Regions from separate parts of the Sus scrofa genome. Here regions 2 and 3 are each linked to region 1. The links are chromatin contacts, called in public HiChIP or PLAC-seq maps. All regions are on one chromosome and are shown on one strand. The core of a region is the stretch at or near the end of the contact, and the rest is flanking DNA. Distances in the headings are between cores, read along the strand shown. Region 1 overlaps LOC106509041. Region 2 has its middle 70 kb from the start of ASB7. Region 3 overlaps ASB7 (ankyrin repeat and SOCS box protein 7).

Region 1 (3,837 bases), core at 375-2,874:
AATCTATCTGTAACTTTCTTTGGCTTGTGAAATGTGAGCAAGACTGATGTGGGTCACTGAGGGCACTTTGGGAGCCAAGGCACCGTCATCATCTTTCCCCCTCTACAAACCAATCATCAGCAGTGCCAATAAGGAAACAATGATTCATCAGCTTAGGGCTGTGGGAGATGTGTCACAGAGCTCCTAACCAACTGACCGTGGATGTGTAGCAGAAGAAAAGAATCTTTGTGGGTTTTAAACACTTACATTCTGGGTATTTGTTACTGCAGCGTGACTGGAACTATACTGACTAAAATAGGCAAAGATACACAGGGATCCTCCATCCCCCCCAGCTCCATCTCTTCGGGCAGGAGAAAGCCAACATCTCCATCAAGGTCAGCAGGACTGTACATTTAATGTGGCATCCCCACCAATCACACAGGGACACGCATTCCTCCTGTCTGAGTCTGGCTCAGGAATGGGTTGAGAGGTGGGGTACTGTCACCATGGCTCTGGTTGTTCAAAACCCAGTGGATGGGAGAGGCTTGTCTGAGAGTTAGAGGAGTTGAAGGTGTTAACAGCCTCTGTGATCCAGTTCTGAAAGTCACAAAGTCAACACTGATTGATCCTTTGCTTTCTTTTCCGGAACCATAAAGAATTTGGGGAAAATTACTGTCTGGCCACCCAGAAAACAAAGGCCAGTTAGGATTTATTTTCTTTTCTTTTCTTCTCAGATCCATCCCCAGTTCCCCAAGGAGCCGGTGTGGTTTGGAGCTTCCTCTGCGCCTGTTGTGCTCTTCTCCACACACCCCCTGCCCGGCCCCTCCCAGCCCCCTCAACGGTCCTTCCCTCCTGCCCCCAGCCCCCCTCTTCTTCCCGTCCTCAGGCTCCAGCCTCCTCGTTAGGAAGTGTTAGAAAGTTGCTGGAGTGCGAAATGAGCCTGTGAAAGCTCGTTGTCCTAATTAAACGTCGACAAGGAGAGTGACAAGAGGCGATGGAGAGGAAACGGGTGCCACGGGGTCTCAGCCCAGACCCAGGCTGGGGAGGCCTTTGTCCTGCAGAACAAAAGCTGCTGTTTGCATGTGTTAAACCCCATCAAACCTCATCAGACCCAGGTGCAAAAACCCATATCCCAAATGCCATCCCGGCTTATGCCACCTTCCTGGAGCACTGACGGGCCCCAGCCATCAGCCCTAATCAGGACAGGGCCCCACATCAAAGCTGCACTCCCTCCACAGACAGCTTCTGCTCTAAGATGCATTGTTGTTCTGATTTCCTACCCTCAGCCCTTGCCTGACGAATTAGGGCACAAAGCCCTCCCCCCCTGTCCCCCCAACCCCCATGGCATGGCTGGGCCCTGCTGGCCTTGTTGTTAATGAGGTAGGGAGGGCGGGTTTGTCCCAGCCTGGGACCCACATAATCACAGAAAGCTGTTGCTTTGGAACAGACCGAGCTGTCCCCGAGTCAATTTCCCTGAAAGCCACGCAGAGCTGAGCTTCCGGGGAGAATTCACAATGCTGTCCATTGTGTCTGCCACTTCCTCTGCACCCTCCCAGCGAGGAAGCAGCTCCTCTCCTGAGCCCCAGGCCTGTGCCAGAGCTGCTTGCCGATGTCCCGCCGCGGTTTTCCAAAACCCCGTGAGAAGCAGTTTCTGGCTGCAGTCATTGTTTCCAGACTGGCCCAGCCGGCTGGGGAGGAGAAGCCAGGCCCAGGAGACGGTCTTCCAGGCCCTGGGAAGAGGCCAGGCTTGCGACACAGGACCCCGGCGTCTCAGGGAGAGCTCGACACGCCCCCCCCCACCCCGTCTCTGGGCAGAGGCCAAGGTGGCACAAGGCCCAGGAAGAGGCTCCTGAGGGGCCAGGTCCCTGGAGGACCAAGCCCGGATTATCTAGCAAGTCCTCAAACCATGCAGGGCCCCCAAGGACCATCTTCCTGCCTAGACTTCAGGCAGCCATCTGGCCTCTGCCGACCCAGCATCTCTTCCTATCGCCCCGTCCCAAGGACGCAGGCCAGTCCCCAGAAGGGGCTGAGGCTGGGAGAGCCCTTCGGCCTCACCTGTGTCCTCACATTGCCCCCAGCGGGCTGGAAGCCCTGAGGTGGGAGAAGGAGGGTGGGTGCAAGGGGAGAGGGAGTCAGGACCAGGGAGTCATGGGGGAACCAGGACCGGGTATACGTGTTGTGTGGGAACGGGAGGCTGGATGGCAAAAAGGAAGCTCAGGCTCCCCATATTCCTGGCTGTGTATTTGGGGTGGGGGTCCTGCTACATTCATGGAGTCACCAAAAGACTCTGGAAGGCCACCAAGATTCTAGGGTGGTCAAGACTGGGCTCCTCTCTTATCAGCCAGGGAGATCAACACATGAATGACCAAAACAACCCAAGGAGGAGTTTACTGAGGGTTGTTTGGAAGTTCGAAAGGTGTCCGGAATGAGGGGTTTCCGTGGCGGCTTAGTGGTAATGAACCCGACTAGTATCCATAAGATGTGGGTTCGATCCCTGGCCTCGCTCAGGATCTGGTGTTGCTGTGAGCTGTGATGTAGGTCTCAGACGTGGCTTGGACCCTGTGTTGCTGTGGCTGTGGCTGGCAGCTGTAGCTCTGATTCAACCCCCCCTAGCCTGGGAACTTCCATATGCCACAGGTGTGGCCCTAAAAAGCAAAGAAAAAAAAGAGAGAGAGTTTTTTTAAAAAAAGGTGTCCTGCATGAGGAGGAGTATAGGATGGTTTGGTGGGTGGAGGAAAGAAGCCTTCCTCACAGGGCTGCCCTTATTCTGTGATTGAGTGATTTTTTGCGGAGGGAATGGAACAGAGATGAGGTGACAGCTTTGCAAAAGCATTGCTTTATGAAATGGAGGCAAAAGCATTTGCACTTTCCCTAGTCTCTCCAACCAAGTCCTTGACACCCCTTAGAAAACGGAGAATTTTCTAGTCAGCAGCCAGCCCACCACATCCTTCCACCTCCCACTTCGTAGGCCGGTGCATGCGGTGGGCCCTTGAAAATACTCACTGATCTTGAGGGTGAAGCCACAGTGAGAGGCTGCTGGAAACCCAGAGGGCCCACTTACGCAGATCACTCTTGGACGCTGGCAAGAGTGAAATCACTCGATAGGTATTTTGTCGGTGTTTCTTTTTAACTCTATTAAAAGGGGGGCGGGGGCTGTGCAAAAAAAACCCAACCCAAGAATACCTTGGCTCAGGCTCAACTAGATGAAACTTTAAAAAATGATTTAATGTTATGTTAGACTGTTGCATATTAAAGCAATGTAATGCCTTCTAAGAGATGAGAGTCAGATCCTGGTAGTGATGACTCTGGCAGGTTTAAAGAGTTAGGACTCACTTCTCCAAGGAACAACAATAAACCTGTCACCCAACATGTCCAGCAGCCTGGACATCTCCTGAAAATATGTAAATACCCTTTGCTTCCCAGTTTATGATGCTACCACCTTCTATTCCCCTTTCTGAGCCGCACATTTTCCAAACAGCAACTCAGCCGGAGATAGGAAGCTCCTGGGAGAAGGGAGTAATCGGGCTGTGTCACGGCCACGGAGCAGGGCTGGGTGAGCACACAATCAAATCGCTTCCCAGTGGCTCCCCGGCCTGGGGTTGCCAGAGGTCTGTGTGTCTCCAGCTGTGGAGGCCTCTCTGTCCAGAGGCCCTCATGGAAGATGGCTGGGCACTCGTCCCAAGGCAGATGTGATGGGAAATCGTGCCCCAGAAGCTGGGATGAGGCCAGGGAGGAGACATGGAGGGACTGGGAAACCTGGCAAGGTAACCATGGGCAGAAACCCGAAAAAGGAAGACATTCCTACCAGTTCCAGAAAATAGGGCTAACTTAAAGTACACCTTCTTTCTTTGAATTGCC
Region 2 (3,851 bases), core at 1,055-3,554, 170 kb before region 1:
AAAAGACTGTCCAGGAGGTGGGGGTGAGGACAGTGTCAGGGGCTCAAAGGCTCACACTGTACTTTTATTCTAACAGCCACACCTCACGCATGTGTGCCCGGGGCCAACTTTGTCCCATCCTCTCTCACAAACCACATGGCCTGTCCTTTCCAGATGCCCTCTCTGTGTCATCTGCCAGTAGAGGAAGGAGGCCCAAGGCCAAACCTTGCACACAGGGACACAGAGAGCCGGCTGGGGTGTAAATATCTCCTCCCAATTTAGGGGTGTTTCAGACGTGTGACTTGCCTTCAAAGGCTGACACATGCCTCCTATGGATGGGAGCAGACCAGGGGCCCTGGAAAATCCCCAGGGATGAATCTGCTCACTAAAGTTCATTTCCCTTCAGATGAAGCCTTTCTTCCATTGGCATTTGGTGGTGAAGCAGGTGATGTCATTGAATGACCTAGGTATCACCTGAGAATTTGCCTTCATCAAAATACTCTGAAGTCTGATGGCTTTGCCGCATTAACAGATCAAGTGTACTTTAAATACTTGCTGACATTTTATCATCAGGTAGGAAAGGACACTTTAATGAAGATTGGGTCCACTTTTAAAAGCAACTGGCATTTTCAGCCTAAGTATTTTACTAGCCTCCAAATCTCAATTTCCTTGAAGAATCTTTTTTTTTTTTTTTTTTTTTAATTATTACAGCCTGACGTGCAGCATGTGGAAGTTTCCAGGCTAGGGGTCGAATCAGAGTTGCAGCTGCCAGCCTACACCTCAGTCATGGCAACACTAGATCTGAGCTGCATCTGTGACCTAAGCCACAGCTTGTGGCAACACTAGATCCTTAGCCCACTGAGCAAGGCCAGGAATCAAACCCACATCCTCATCCTCATCTGGGTTCTTAATCCAGAGCCATGATGGGAACTCCATCTTTGCAGAATGTATTGTGGATTCTAATAAAGTCTTCTCTAATCATCTATGGAGACCATCTGTGCAGGCAGAGGCCAATTCCTGTAGACCCTGCTGTGGCTGACATCTTACCAACAGCAATAAAGACCATAACAAGTCCTGCGTCTATTTCCAAATCCCTTTTTGTTCCCACCCTGCTGTGCAGAGCTTCCATCTATGCATGCTTTCCTCTCACTTTCCCCTTCTTCAAACATGAGCTGTCCCTTTAATTTGGTGGCCTGGCTGGGGTGTGGGGTTTTCTTGGAGGCACTGGGGCACAAGTGACTGTCCCTCCATCTGCAGAGAACGAAAGACAGAGAGGGTTTTTCCTCTCTTCGACCCTCAACATATGCTTGTGTTTTGCCATGCAGCTCTGGGAGAGAATCCGGTTCATTGTTATAGGATGGAGCAGTCAGGCCCTGCCACAGAGGTTGGCTTTGCCCTATTTATTCTGGAACCTGGCCTCCTGAGGCTCTCAGGTCCTGGCCGCAGAGTGTGCCCAGGCCAGTCTTTTTGGGAAGAGCTGCCTTGGTGAAGTGCCTCTTTAGGACAAGGATGGAGGTGATGTCTTTATTTCTCTCTCCTCCCAGACCCTGACTCCCATGAGAAGAAGGGAGGGATGATGGCTGTCCAGAGCTCCCCAGCTGCCCCTGTACATGTGACTCTGCTCATGGGCTCCACAGTGGCAAAACTTAATCAGCTTTCCCCAGATAGAGCTTACCTTGGCTGGCGTTTGGAATCTCAGGTCAATGGAGGGTAGAGGTCCCACGTAAATGTATAGTATCAGATTCCATTTTATTTTATTTTATTTTATTTTATTTTATTTTATTTTGTTTTGTTTTGTTTTATCTTAATGTTTAATTCGACTGGAGTATTGCTGACTTACAGTGTTCTGTCAATTTCTGCTGTACAGCAAAGTGATCGGTTATACACACACATGATTTCATTTTAAACGAGAGGCCCTGAGTCGCGCTTCAGTGTCACTGGTGACATCCGGTTGACTTTGGTCCCTTGGCTGGGCTTTGCTGAGAGCCGATCTTCTGGCAGCGAGAGGCTTTCTGGAAAGGGGTGTTGCAGTAGATGGATTTCAACAAAGGCCAGAGCCTTGAAGAGATGACAGATGACAAGCAGGCCCCTGAGCCTGGGTTCCGGCGGATGCTCTTGCTGAGCTCAGGGTGTGAGGTGCACTTCCTAGGACACCCCAGTTGGGCTGCCCAGGTGCATGAGGAGGCGTGGAGGGCAAGGGTGGGCCTGGGGGATGGAGAGCTGGAGCCCATCCAGGGAGACAGCCAGTGTGTCCCCTCCTCATCAGACAGCTGCAGGGCGGTGTGCCTTCCAGAGCGAAGACTTGGACAGCATCCGAGTAAGTAAAGGGTCAGTGCTGATTCTGATCAGAGGTGGGAGGAAGCCGCACCCCTGCAGGGCCTGTTGTAAAGAGCTCTGGGCCAGCTGCTTCCTGTCATGAGCTGGGCCTAGGTGGGAGTGAAGGGGTCTTTTTTGGGCCTCTTGCCATGGCTGGGAGTTTGATAAATGGTCGTGACAGGCCTGGGTGGCCTTCCTGATGAGGCCCAGTCCACTGACCTCCCTGAGACATGCCAGCCCTGTTGAACTCACTCCAGTTAGGATGTTGGAAGTAATGTACCCCATCTGGCTTGTCCTTTTTGCTTCTCCAGGTGATTATCTTTCTTTCCTTCCTTCCTTCCTCCCTCCCTTTCTTTCTTCTTCTTCTTTTTTTATTTTTTTTTAAGGGCCACACCTACAGCATATGGAAGTTCCGGGCTAGGGGTTGAATTGGAGTTACAGCTGCTGGCCTACACCACATTCACAGCCACAGCAACACAGGATCTGAGCCTTGTCTGCAACCTATAGTGTAGCTTATAGCGACGCTGGATCCTTAACCCACTGAGTGAGGCCACAGATTGAACCCACATCCTCATGGATACCAGTTGGCTTCTTAACCTGCTGAACCATAATAGGAACTTCTTCTCCAGGTGATTTTCAGACAGCCAGCTATGGTTTTGTGTGTGGATTTTTCCTCAGGAAGAGGGACAGGGGTGGAAGAGCGTTAATGCTTCCTGAGCCCTCACACTGCTCCAGGTACTTTGGGGGCACTTATGCTTTGAAAGCCTCACGTCGTTCCTGTGGGAAAGACATCATTACCTGGCTTAGCAGGTGTGAGACCTGAGGTAGTGACAGGTGGGCTACTGTGCACTCAGGGTGCAGATGCACACCTGGGGTTTGACACCATGGCAGCCTCACCTCCAGTGGGGAACAAACCCTATGTCCTCACTGCTCCCTGGCAGCACTGCCATGTCTTTGTGAGGAGAGGGGAACTGACTGGGGTTAACCCTCAAGGGACAGGAGAAGTCATCTCGCCAAAAGCTCTGGATGTTCCAGACCGCCGCAGCTGCCCCCGGCCCCTGGGACTTTGGTCCAACCCTTGCAGGGAAGTTAGCCATGTGGGAGGGTGGGCCAGAGATGGCCATTAGAGGAGTGCAGGCAACACTGGCCGCTGTAACAAATGCTCCCCCTTGGCACAATGGACCTCATGTCTCTCTTGGGTAATAGTCCAAGGCAGGCACTCTTGGTCAACGAGCAGCTTGTCTCCCGTGTGTTATGCCAGGGGCTGGGACCCTTCCATTTTGTGTCTTTGGCATCCCCCGGACCCTTGGCTTTTACTCTTTCCAGAAGAGGATGGGCGAGTCTCTTCTGCTCCTTGAGAACCTCAGCCTAGAGGTGACACTCGGCCCATCAGCTTACATTCCATTGGCATGAAAACCAGTCACGGGGCCTCATGTGAACGCAAGGGAGGTGGGAAATGCAGCCCTGGTGGGGGGCTCTCCTAGGACCACCCCATGCTCAGGCAGGGCAAAGAAGCACAGTTTTGTTCGAGGGGGGCAGGTGATGGAAGGAAATGG
Region 3 (4,053 bases), core at 118-2,617, 190 kb before region 1:
TTATAAATGTACAGCAGAGTAAGAGTTTTTTTAGATTATTTAATTCCCATATTTCTAAACTATTTACTACAGAATAATCTGTGCTTGTTAGTTTGGAGGATTTGACTATTTTGTTTTTTTTTTTAATTCATTATCAGTCATGCTTGGAACAGCATTTCCGCTGGAGAATTCAGTGTTCTGGCAGTAGCCAGAGTACACATCTGGAGCGTGAGGGAGTCTAGCTTGCTTTGTCAGATGCACACCCTGAGAGACAAGAATGTGTAGTTTAATCACCAGAGTGGACCATACAAAAACTGAGATTCTAACTCTCCTGCAGAATTGTTCATCAGCCCAGAATGTGGTTGGGATGAGGCCCTGTGCACACAAATTTAGCTTTCCTGTAACTCCTAGTGCATTATATCGTAATGTATTTTGTTCTTCCTTTGTAATGTAAGTTTTGCTTTGGGTCAATTTGAATTAAAAAAAAAAAACACAAAACCTTAAATCTGATTTAAAATATATTGGAATTGTCTTTTATTTCTAGTCTCTCTTAACTTTAATACTTACTAGCTATTTGGTAAAGAAAAAGAGAAATCTCATTCATCAGCATTTTAGATAATTGGGAATTGTGTAAGAAGGTGAGATAGTTAACAGCACTATTTTAGATCAGATAAGGAAGCCCCCCACCCCTTTTAATGCATTCTGCAAACACCCACCAACAAAAGATTATTCCATTCTCTCTCTCTTTTTTATTTTTTGGCCACACTCACAGCATGCAGAGGTTCCCTTGGCCAGGGATTAAACGCACGCCACAGCAGCAGCCCACACCCTAGCTGTGACACTAGATCCTTAACCTGCTAAGCCACCAGGAAACTCTGTAGCTATTCTATTACTTTTTTTTTTTTTTTTTCTTTTTAGGGCCACACCCTCGGCACATGGAGGTTCCCAGGCTAGGGGTCGAATCAGAGCTGTAGCTTCCAGCCACAGCCACAGCAATGCTAGATCTGAGCCACGTCTGTGACCTACACCACAGCTCACAGCAACACTGGTTCCTTAACCCACTGAGCGAGGCCAGGGATCGAACCTGTGTTCTCGTGGATGCTAGTCAGATTCGTTTGCACAGAGCCACGATGGGAACTCCCTCTATCCCATTCTTGAGTGTGATCCAGCTCTGATCCTTTTGGGGCCGTGTCCACCTCAACATTTTGGACCACAGCATCACACAGAACAGTAAATTCAGTTAAACAATGAATTTGAGGTAGTTTATTAGCTTGTAAGAACTAGAAGCAGAATAACTTTGATTTCCTATTTCCTCTATATATCATAAGCACAGCTTGATTCAGGAGAGACCTCAGACTAATGAATGATGGTGTGCTAAGAAGAAGGGAGGACAGGCCAGCTAGCACCCCATGCAGAAATCCGATGTTTTGCAACTGTAACCTCATTACAGACTTGTCTGGGGTTTGGCACAAGTGAAAGCCAAGAATGGGACATTTGAAACTATTCCTAATGATCAGCAAGGGAGTTCAAATGTGAAAAATAGCTGCATTGCTTGGAAATCTTGAGGTCTTTCCTCTTCCAATATGATGTAAGTAGTGTATTGTTTTTTCAGCTGAAAGACAATTTACAAAAATGACTTACCAGCTATTGATAAAACAGATTATCTACTTGATAAAAAAATTTCCACATCCCATGTAGTTGGGTTTCAAAGATAAAAGAAAATCGGATTTGTATCATCAATTTCTATTAATGTGACAGTGTGACTTTGTGTTCTTTTAACACGTCTTACAAATTTTGATGTTATAATTTATACTAGCTCAACTACCAATAAAGATTGTAAATATCCACTGCTATATACTGCCTTTTAGGTTGATGTAGACTCATAAGATACAAAGGCAGTTCATCATTATTTTATCATTAGTTATCCTGTCATTACCTACAAGGTCTCTTAAGTCTTAGATAATCAAAGTAAATGTCACAGCGTATGGCTGCCATGGAGCCCATGACTTGTCATGTACTGCTGAGAAACCATGTTCAAAGTTTGTAATACATTTCCCGAAGATCACGGTACATTTTAGATAATTTTTTTTTTTTTTCCGGCCACACTTGGCAGCATGCAGTACTTCTCAGGCCAGGAATTGAACCCGGGCCACATCAGTGATAATGGCAGATCCTTAACCCACTGAGCCACCAGGGAACTCCTAGAGGTATTTCTTAGTCTTTCAGAAAGACTCTGATTCCTGAGTGACAGTTAACCTGCTCAATCCCATTTGAAAAGACCCAGATGTTTTGCCGAAGGTCCTACAAAGGATAATTGTGTGATCAAACCCTGAGCTAGTGCCATTGCTGCAGTATGTGGTCTCTTGTTCTGTACTAGTGTCTTCCACCAGTGCTGAGAAGTGCCCTTTCCATCTGTCACTTACCTATGCCCAGAGGGCCTCCTGCTGCATCTCAGCTGTGCATCCAAAGCTAAATGATTGATCAATTCTAGAGACCCATAAACCATTAGAAGTTAGGGATCAGATTAAAGCAGATTATTTCTCTTCTGTTGCAGAAATGACTTTGGAGGAAAAAATCATGTCATCGTTTGTAGTTGTTACAAATATTTTTTAAATTTAAAATTCACTTAGAACTTTGTTTCCTTGTAATTAGGAAATTGTTGTAGATGAATATAAATGTAATTTATGTTACATTAGGTAGTAATGAAGTGACTCACTTTACTGTGAAACAGTATTTTATGAATCAGAAACAAGATGGCTTAATTTGGATGAAGGGACTCAGTTGAAGCTGAGAAACTCGGTTACGTGCCGAGTAGACTGACCCTTTGTGACTGACGCAGAGGTAATCCAGCTGCAGATATTTCCTATTTTATCTGGCAAACAGAGTCATATTTTTCCTGCTGCTTAGTCTTGGGCTTTTCTTCCTCTGATAGTTTGGGGTCAGGTCACTGCTCAGTTTTCTTTACTGAAAAAGGACACTTGTAGGGCATGGACTTACAGTACATGACCATTTTATGTTTCTCTGGAGACTTTCTAGGTTTTCCCTTTCTTATGTCCGTCCACTTAACCCGTTAGTGAAGTATACGCGTGCCCAAGTCATGGCCTCAGCCTTCACCAAGTTGCTTTTGGGTGTTGATTTTTGAGTTCTCAGGTTGCTTGTTTTCCCTGACTTACCTGGATAGAAAGATAGCTTAATATCATTGGAAAATATAGCCCAATATGGTGGCTGTATTTCCCAGTATCATTTAAGAAGCCCAATAGGAATTTCCGTCGTGGCTCAGTGGTTAATGAATCCAACTAGGAACTGTGAGGTTTCGGGTTCGATCCCTGGCCTTGCTCAGTGGGTTAAGGATCCGGCATTGCTGTGAGCTGTGGTGTAGGTTGCAGATGCAGTTCGGATCTGGTGTTGCTGTGGCTCTTGCGTAGGCCGGCAGCTGTGGCTCTGATTAGACCCCTAGCCTGGGAACCTCCATATGTGGCAGGTGTGGCCCTAGAAAAGGCAAAAAGACAAAAAGGAAAAAAAAAAAGGCCCAACAAATGAGTCTGGGCTACATCAGTTTCCCATCCAGGGTTTCACTGGAGAGGACCATACCTCATTTCTTCCTGGTTTATTACTGGTGTTCTTAAGAAGTCATTGTGAATCCATTGCTCAGTGAGCTCCTTGAGGATGGACCCTCGGTCTTATTTGCCTGAATCTCCAACAGTATTTGCTGAAAGAATCAGCTTTCCACAGCCATAGATACCTGTGGCTCTTGGCCCTCAGCCAGCAACTTTGTCTGCCAGGTGGATGACAGCATCAGTGGTTCCCAGCTCCAAATCTCTGGTAGATATCATCCTCTAATTCCTGCCAGTATTGCCTTTTCTCTTCCTTCCTCCTTCACCCTGCCCTGCCCCCCAACCCCCTTTCCGGCCATGGTCTCACAGAGGTGGACCCGTGTGATCAGCAGGGCAAGGCACCAGGACGGCAGACTTCCAGAGAGAGGTTGTGGGCTCCGAATGTGGAGAGTGCTGTCATCAGGAGTCTCTGAAGGGGTACACATCCCCTGAGGCTGGGGACCGTCTGTGCACATCTAGC

Evidence for each region. HiChIP or PLAC-seq counts read pairs in DNA pulled down with a chosen protein or histone mark.
Region 2: an H3K27ac HiChIP or PLAC-seq map of skeletal muscle shows a contact between it and region 1, with 6 times the contacts expected there. The contact joins two enhancer-like sites. A contact is called at or near these places in 1 of 47 Hi-C or Micro-C datasets (skeletal muscle) and 1 of 2 datasets of contacts at active chromatin or transcription factors (skeletal muscle).
Region 3: an H3K27ac HiChIP or PLAC-seq map of skeletal muscle shows a contact between it and region 1, with 6 times the contacts expected there. The contact joins two enhancer-like sites. A contact is called at or near these places in 2 of 47 Hi-C or Micro-C datasets (embryonic fibroblasts and skeletal muscle) and 1 of 2 datasets of contacts at active chromatin or transcription factors (skeletal muscle).

Annotation. Positions count from the first base shown.
Region 1 is chr1:139,432,402-139,436,238 of Sscrofa11.1, forward strand. LOC106509041 reads right to left here. Exons shown (of 3, transcript XM_021084942.1): 3 at 2,603-3,837. Among named protein-coding and RNA genes, the nearest start is that of ALDH1A3, 17 kb to the right of the region's middle. Within about 2 kb of position 1,625, at least 28 of the 83 cell types and tissues checked have an H3K27ac peak or open chromatin away from gene starts, as enhancers often do. A contact at or near this core is called in skeletal muscle, where this site is marked.
Region 2 is chr1:139,259,492-139,263,342 of Sscrofa11.1, forward strand. No RefSeq gene overlaps it. Among named protein-coding and RNA genes, the nearest start is that of ASB7, 70 kb to the left of the region's middle. Within about 2 kb of position 2,305, at least 13 of the 83 cell types and tissues checked have an H3K27ac peak or open chromatin away from gene starts, as enhancers often do. A contact at or near this core is called in skeletal muscle, where this site is marked.
Region 3 is chr1:139,239,709-139,243,761 of Sscrofa11.1, forward strand. It overlaps ASB7 (ankyrin repeat and SOCS box protein 7), which reads left to right. Exons shown (of 6, transcript XM_003121646.4): 6 at 1-498. Among named protein-coding and RNA genes, the nearest start is that of ASB7, 50 kb to the left of the region's middle. Within about 2 kb of position 1,368, at least 6 of the 83 cell types and tissues checked have an H3K27ac peak or open chromatin away from gene starts, as enhancers often do. A contact at or near this core is called in skeletal muscle, where this site is marked.